Linked DNA regions of Salmo salar: region 1 is linked to region 2. The links are chromatin contacts, called in public Hi-C maps. All regions are on one chromosome and are shown on one strand. The core of a region is the stretch at or near the end of the contact, and the rest is flanking DNA. Distances in the headings are between cores, read along the strand shown. Region 1 holds the start of LOC106581359 (phosphatidylinositol 4,5-bisphosphate 3-kinase catalytic subunit beta isoform). Region 2 has its middle 39 kb from the start of LOC106592201.

Region 1 (3,536 bases), core at 751-3,250, 250 kb after region 2:
GTATTACAGCTAATAATGAGAGTGCTTCTTGAAGTTCAGTGATGCGTGTGTGCATGTGTGTGAGAGAGAGCTAGTGATAGAGAGCGAGAGAGAGAGCAATAGAGAGTGGAGTGGCATTGGAAATGGTAAACCATAAGAGGTTGGTGGCACCTTAATTGGGGAGGACTGGCTTGTGGTTATGGCTGGAGCGGAATTGGTGGAATGGTATCAAATACAACAAACACATAGTTGCCATGGAAACATTTCCATCCATCAGATAAAAGCTCTAGTAGAAATGCCTCACATATTCCACATGTTTATCAAATCTGGGGTCAGATGAGTTTAGTAATGTTATAGTCACAATCAGTGTTATAGGTCAGATGAGTTTAGTAATGTTATAGTCACAACCAGTGTTATGGTCAGATGAGTTTAGTAATGTTATAGTCACAATCAGTGTTATAGGTCAGATGAGTTTAGTAATGTTATAGTCACAATCAGTGTTATGGTCAGATGAGTTTAGTAATGTTATAGTCACAATCAGTGTTATAGGTCAGATGAGTTTAGTAATGTTATAGTCACAATCAGTGTTATAGGTCAGATGAGTTTAGTAATGTTATAGTCACAATCAGTGTTATAGGTCAGATGAGTTTAGTAATGTTATAGTCACAATCAGTGTTATGGTCAGATGAGTTTAGTAATGTTATAGTCACAATCAGTGTTATAGGTCAGATGAGTTTAGTAATGTTATAGGTCAGATGAGTTTAGTAATGTTATAGTCACAACCAGTGTTATGGTCAGATGAGTTTAGTAATGTTATAGGTCAGATGAGTTTAGTAATGTTATAGTCACAATCAGTGTTATGGTCAGATGAGTTTAGTAATGTTATAGTCACAATCAGTGTTATAGGTCAGATGAGTTTAGTAATGTTATCATCACCCACACATTACATCCCATACCCCATAGAGTGCACTGGTTTTGGTCATCTCTGGCACACTATTGGTCAGTTCTGAGACAGCCAGTCCATCGCCTCCTCCCTGGTTAACCAGAAGTTTCCTAAACTCAGTACGGAGAAAAAAAAATGTATGAAATGTATGCATTCACTACTGTAAGTCGCCCTGGATAAGAGAGTCTGCTAAATGACTAAAATGTAAATGTCATGGGGTGTGTTCAGTATGACGGTGTGCAACGTTGAAAATCAACGAAAAGGATACTGAACGACCAGTTGAAAAGCGTTGTGATGTTGGTGGCCTAGAGGGCGATTACTGTGTGGTGTTTGGTGAGTTTTGCTATTTCAAATGGTCACACCCATATTAAATCAGGCGATACCTCGAAGCAAACGTACCTCAAAGGCTGTTGAAGAACGGTGCATACTTTTTTGGGGAAACGTGTCGTTCAGTACAAACGGTCACACAACGTAGCAAACGTTAAATCAAACTGAACTCACCACTGTTCTCCGTCAATAATGACGTAAGAACATGTCCTCATTTATATAAACAGGTCACCAGGAGGCGACACAGCTCTTTCATTTATGGTTACATTTCTCCCTGCAGCAACAGTGGATTGCTGTATCGGACCAAATACATACTTTTTTCTGCCTTTTGTCACTGTGCTTTTAAAAATGTGATAGATCAGAGACATTGCCACCACTTGACAAAGGGTCAACTTTCTGCGCTTTCAATTGATGAGGCAACTGACTTGGGTTGCATGGTGCAGGCACTATAAAATGATTACTAACTAATAAATACCTCTGGTTTATCCTTACTCTCTATGAGACGGTTTTGGTCAAAACCACGATTAATAATGAAGCCTAGTTGAATGTGAACCATTAGCCTAGGGGGTTGGTTATGCATTCACAGTAGGCTAAGCTATAGATGAATGCACTGCCTTTACTGTTATTGACATACAAAATAAGGCATAGTGTACCTATTCGTTTTTAACACAGCCTCACAACCAGGCAGGCACTGAGTGGCAGAGAAAACCAAGTATAATGACAGCCTCAAGTCAACTCGCGACCCCCTCACCAAAAGAATGCACCGGGTATAATCGACGCGCCTTCGGCGACGTTGGAATGAATGTTTCAACTGGCAAATTCCACTCGCGTTTCTTTTCTTTCGTCTCAATTAGTTGGAGAGGTTTCAGAACTGTGTGTTTCCGGGTGAAATCTCGGCCCCGAAGTTTCATGCCGGAGATATGAAGATAGGGGAAGCAAAGCCGGCTGAGCACTAGGCGACTGCAAGAACAGTGTAGGCTACGCAGGGAGGGGGAGAGACGGAACGGGAGGGATAGAAGAAAAAAACCAACAGCACCCGAACTGTGCGTGGTTCACCTTCTGAAAAACAGGAAGCCAACGCCGATCAGCCCACCTGGCCGCATTGTCCTGCAGGGAGAAGACAGCGGTTTCCCACTGCTCATCTTGTCACGCATACGCTTATTTTAAAGCCTATATAAATATATCGTTATTGTGGATTCATATCGAGAGAAAAAATACTTTTAACTATACCTATTTCCTCACTAGGACGGTCGATATTATCCTATTCCCAACAGGAGTGTAACTCAAGGTAAGTCCCTGGCACACTTCCGTCGCTATCTCGAATTAGTAGGCTAATCTACATGGAGTCAGTGAGCACGTCGACCGAGGTGGACTTGAAGTGCTACGTTGTATCTACACCCAGATGGTTGTTTGAATTTGTCGGCTACATTTCCACTTTTTGTAGTGTTTTGAAAAGATTCGTATCTTCATTTTGTCAAACAATAGACACTTTTTCGAAACGAGTTTCATGGTTGGTTTCCTCTCGGAGCACCCAAGGATCCATTCTGCCTTATCCCTAGGGTTATCATCCGTAAGTATCGTCCACACCTAGGATCATGTGAACTACAAACCCTACGAGTTATGTAGACTATGCCAAATATCCTCGGATTGTAGTCGTTTTTAAATATGGGCCTTTGAAAGCAGCGACATGATTTGGTCTTACAATTATTATGCAATGTATTTAAGATGCAGTTGGGTGTCGTTTTTATCATTTTATTTGGTGACTTGCCATTAATTAAAACTCGGGCTTGACGCACTCGTTTACCCCTCTGCACCCGGTGTATCCTACTCCTGGTGTATTCCGCTGCTGTTCCCTCATTTTTATCTCAGCCTATACAAAACCACGGGTTGACTCTGGGCTACGGATGACACGATGGGGACATGTTTAGGCTACTCTTGGTACCATTGCTATTCTTTGCTGTTGGTTATGTCAGGATTCATTTTGTATGTACTCTATGCCAAACTGAAGGGGATGTTACAGGAACATTGACAGAGTGGTAAAATAGGGCACGTCACATCGACGTTTGCCCCGCTGTAGTTTATATTTAAACTCAAACGTGACGTTTTTATGTGTAGAACCGGGATGTTTTTGGAGAGGACGGGTAGAATTAAGCGGTTAACCGGCAGATAGTGCGTTTCAGGAAAATTAATGAATAGCGTAGTGTAGTAGCACACTGTTTGTCATTTTCGCCAGGCCTATTTGCCCCACTTTGTCAGTTTTTAGGCCTGCCTACACTTGGATAGGCTA
Region 2 (3,868 bases), core at 537-3,036:
GTCTTCAGCTCACCCTGCTTACACTTTCTACCATTCTTCTTTAACAAACCAGCTCCCTTTTTTCCACCATTTTTAACCGACTAAAGCGCACCCTCAGAGCTCCTCTGCCTCTCTTTTTTCCTCCATTCCTACTCCGTATTCCAAGTACACTTCTCCTTATGATAATACTGCAGTTCTCCTGACATACATCTTGTTCATGCCTTCTCAAGGGTTGCCATTTAACCATCTGTCACAATCTCCGTACAATCAGCACGAACCCCTCAGGATGTAGCACTCAGTGCATCCCACTTATAAAGCAGCTGCTTCATCTCAATGTTCTTTATCAAAGCTACCGCAACGCTTTTCCATATGAAACAAGCGCACTCTTCCCGTTTCACATTTTTGACCAATCGATTGGTTGAAGAAAAAAAAAAAAAGAAAAAAAAGACTCTTGGTCGACCAACAATTTGTTTATTTGTGTGTCAGGGACAGCCCCAGTAGAAATGCAGGAAAATAGCTTTAGATGCCTAAAACAATTCTGAGGGAGGACCCCCAGAATCACCGCCAGGTTATGTCCCCCCCCACCCACTTCTAAAACTAAAGTTGCCCCCCTGTTCATGTGTATCTGCGCTATTGCCGTTCAAGCAGGCAGAAATTTGGCCATTATGACGTAGCATTGTAATAAAGCCACTCACTACACTGGAAGTTAATAGGAATATGACTTTTAGATCGCAAAAACGTCTATCATACGTCAGATTTCAATAAGGGCCGAAGTCATAACGCAGGACGTTGTCTTCTCTCAAATGAGCCATTTTTCATATTTTTGCAATATTCCTACCTTGAGTAATGTGTAATTTAACAAGAGGGTCCTCCACAATTCTCATATGTCTGCCTCTTCAGTCCAGGGTGCATTGCATAGTGCCGTTGCGAATGTCAGACTCCACTCTGCAGGTTGAACATGGCGAGATTGTGGACTCCTAAATTGATAGTTAGCTATAATGTGTTTAACTACGTTTGCTTTTTATCTAGCTACCTAGCCAGCCCATGGAGAGAGCATTGCATTGTCGGTTTTGTAGTAGACTTCAGCTGCAACAGATTTCCACGTTGCTACCAGCCTTATTTATTCACATAAAATATTGTTCTCACATAGTTACTTAACACTGTAAATTAAAGGAATGAGTTATTTGGGGTGGATTTTCCCTTTAAATTAGCTCAATGGTAGCCAGATAATATGCATGTGATGCGCTAAGTCTGACTGCTGTCACGTTCAAAACAAATGGGAACTCAGACCTCGGGAAATCTCCGACTTCCGATTGTTCAATACAACTGGGATAAAAAAAAAAAAACTCCGACTGGGAAAAATCTTTTAAATCTTCATCCAAATCGGGAAATGTCGAGAACTCTGGGAACTTCCAAGAGCTCCGACTTTCCGAGCAGAATATCACTGACGTTTCTTTTTTTTCCCTGAGTTCCCAGTTGTCTTGAAACCACCAGTAGTTTATGCTGAAAGAAATGCTAATGGTGCCTTCAAGTCTACTGAGAACTGGGAAAAAACAAGGTCAAATCACGATGCCAGTGATCTCTCTTCAGGTCGGAGCTCTAGAAAGAGGCCGGAGTTTCCGACTAAGAAATCCTAGTTGGATGACGGTTCGATTTTTCCAGTCGGAGCTCGTTTTTTCCGAATTCTAAGTTGTCTTGAACGCACTGAAATCGGAGATTTGAGTTGCCAGTTTTGAACGCGGCAAAAATGTACGTTGTCTACATTTGTGTAAATCGCTTCGAGTATAGCTACTAGTACCGTTAAAATACTGAAAATTGAACGCTAGCTAGCATAGGCAACTAACGTTAGACAACAATAGCTGCACATGCTACAAGGTCAGCGGTAGAACTCCCATTTCTCTGTGTGGCGACAAAATAAACGACTTACTGCTGTAAGACGGTGCACTGCACAGCATCCTTCTGCTACATCTGACAAGTACTCGTGCGTTTTCATCGACATTTCTGACCCGAGAATTGCTTCTACATAAGCATCTTATTGCAAAAAGCGCTGCCATGTTTGTAGTTACCTTATCGCGCACACTGACGTGACCTTTACATACGACGTAGAAATGGGGGAATCATGGGAGATGGTGTCTTTCGATTGTGTGAGTGTTTTATAAAGGATGTTCGCAAGATGGCGCTAATTGATCATTTGTTCTGTGTCCACTTGCAAGTCGTTCATGGTTACAGTGGTGATGCTCATGAAACTGTGACATGTAGTCCTAGATTGGAATTAGGAATTTAGTATTGTCCTCAAATTGTAAGTACCATACACATGTATTATGTTTGTCTTACCAATACAGACAGTCTTTTCTCATTACAAAAATAAATAAATAGATTAAATTTAGATGCCATGGGTGTCAACATGTTGGAGTGCCATGCTCTTTGGGCACCCATGCTTAAAAAACAGCAATTATCTTTCCTTCTTTCTGCATGGTATAACTGTGTCTGATGTAAGAATTCAGCTATTCCTATATTTGGCCATTTGGTTGTTTTTCTGCACTGCTATGTGATGTCTGCCTATCCTTGAGGCAAAGCTTTGAGTCAGAGTACTAGACATTCCTACACCATCGTTACAATGTGTTCCTGCACTGTCTGATAGATAGCTATGAAATCTGTCTGGATGATAGGGAACACACACACACACACTTTCTCATGCAGCCATACAAAACAAAATGTAGACATCTACAAAAACATAGACACGTAACGTTGCACTTTAGCACATATTTACTGTCAAACACCTTATGATTTGGTCTGTAAAAAATGTCTCCAAGTATTTTTGAAACATTCTTAATAATAAATGGTCGTGGGATAGATTCTAGGGCAATATTTTTGTATGAAAACTTTAAGGAAGTCACAAACATTTTGTTAGATAATTATTCATTCTGACCCATAAGTCAGCAACTGATTGGAAAGTTCTAAAATGGTAGGCAATTGAATTGTCATTGTGCACTATAGTGTATTCCACAATAAAAGGAGAGCGAAACCAAGGAGACTGTTTTTGGACTGTTGAATATCTATTCATTGAGAAAAAATTGCCTGGCTTTGGCAGACATTCTCTGGTCGTCCCAGGTAACATGTAGGAGTGATCACTGCTTAAATCTTCTAGAGAGGGATTATGAAAGACCAGGTGGCTATCTCTCACAGTGAGCCCACGGCACACACACACACTCACAAGCCACCAGCATATTATACAGTCACGTAACCAGAGATACCTACCTGTACGTCATCATGAAAAACAGCATGTGTCACACATAAATCCTTCCCCCAGGGAAGGGCTAGACAAGAGATGGGGATGTAAGATAGAGCAGGGTAAAGGTGTGTGTTTGTCAGTAATGACGTGATGTGTAGCACAGCAGAGTAAAGCAGGGCAGACAGTGGGGTAGCTGTAGCTAGCTGTATGTAACGATGTGAGGATTGAGCTGTAAGGGGCCAACAGCTCCAGATGTACGCAGCTGTCGCGCTGCTGACAGCCCTAATCCTGCTACCCACATCTGAGTGCTCTGAGAGGGAGTGCTCTGAGAGGGAGTGCTCTGAGAGGGAGTGCTCTGAGAGGGAGTGCTCTGAGAGGGATTTCTAATTGTCCTCTATGTTGTCTTTATTTTTCTGTAAGATAGAGGGAGAGTAGGGAGAAGAAATCTGTCTCTCTTTCTACATATCTGTTGACCCTCCCCCTCCTTTATCTCTCTGGACAGAGATTGTTTAATACAAACAGGAAGCTTGGTGACAACCATGATGAGTCAGGATCAAGCTCAACACACACACATACAGTGCATTCGGAAAGTAATCAGACCCCTTGACTTTTTCTACATTTTGTTACATTACGTTTCCTAATGCAAGTGTCTATGTT

The links. A called contact is a pair of places that touch in the nucleus more often than the background predicts.
Region 1: a Hi-C map of gill shows a contact between it and region 2, with 6 times the contacts expected there. The contact joins the promoter of LOC106581359 here to the enhancer-like site in region 2. A contact is called at or near these places in 2 of 3 Hi-C or Micro-C datasets (gill and muscle).

Annotation. Positions count from the first base shown.
Region 1 is chrssa20:75,813,014-75,816,549 of Ssal_v3.1, forward strand. It overlaps LOC106581359 (phosphatidylinositol 4,5-bisphosphate 3-kinase catalytic subunit beta isoform), which reads left to right and starts at 2,001. Exons shown (of 25, transcript XM_045703940.1): 1 at 2,001-2,537.
Region 2 is chrssa20:75,565,610-75,569,477 of Ssal_v3.1, forward strand. No RefSeq gene overlaps it. Among protein-coding and RNA genes, the nearest start is that of LOC106592201, 39 kb to the left of the region's middle. Within about 2 kb of position 1,787, at least 10 of the 13 cell types and tissues checked have an H3K27ac peak or open chromatin away from gene starts, as enhancers often do. A contact at or near this core is called in gill and muscle, where this site is marked.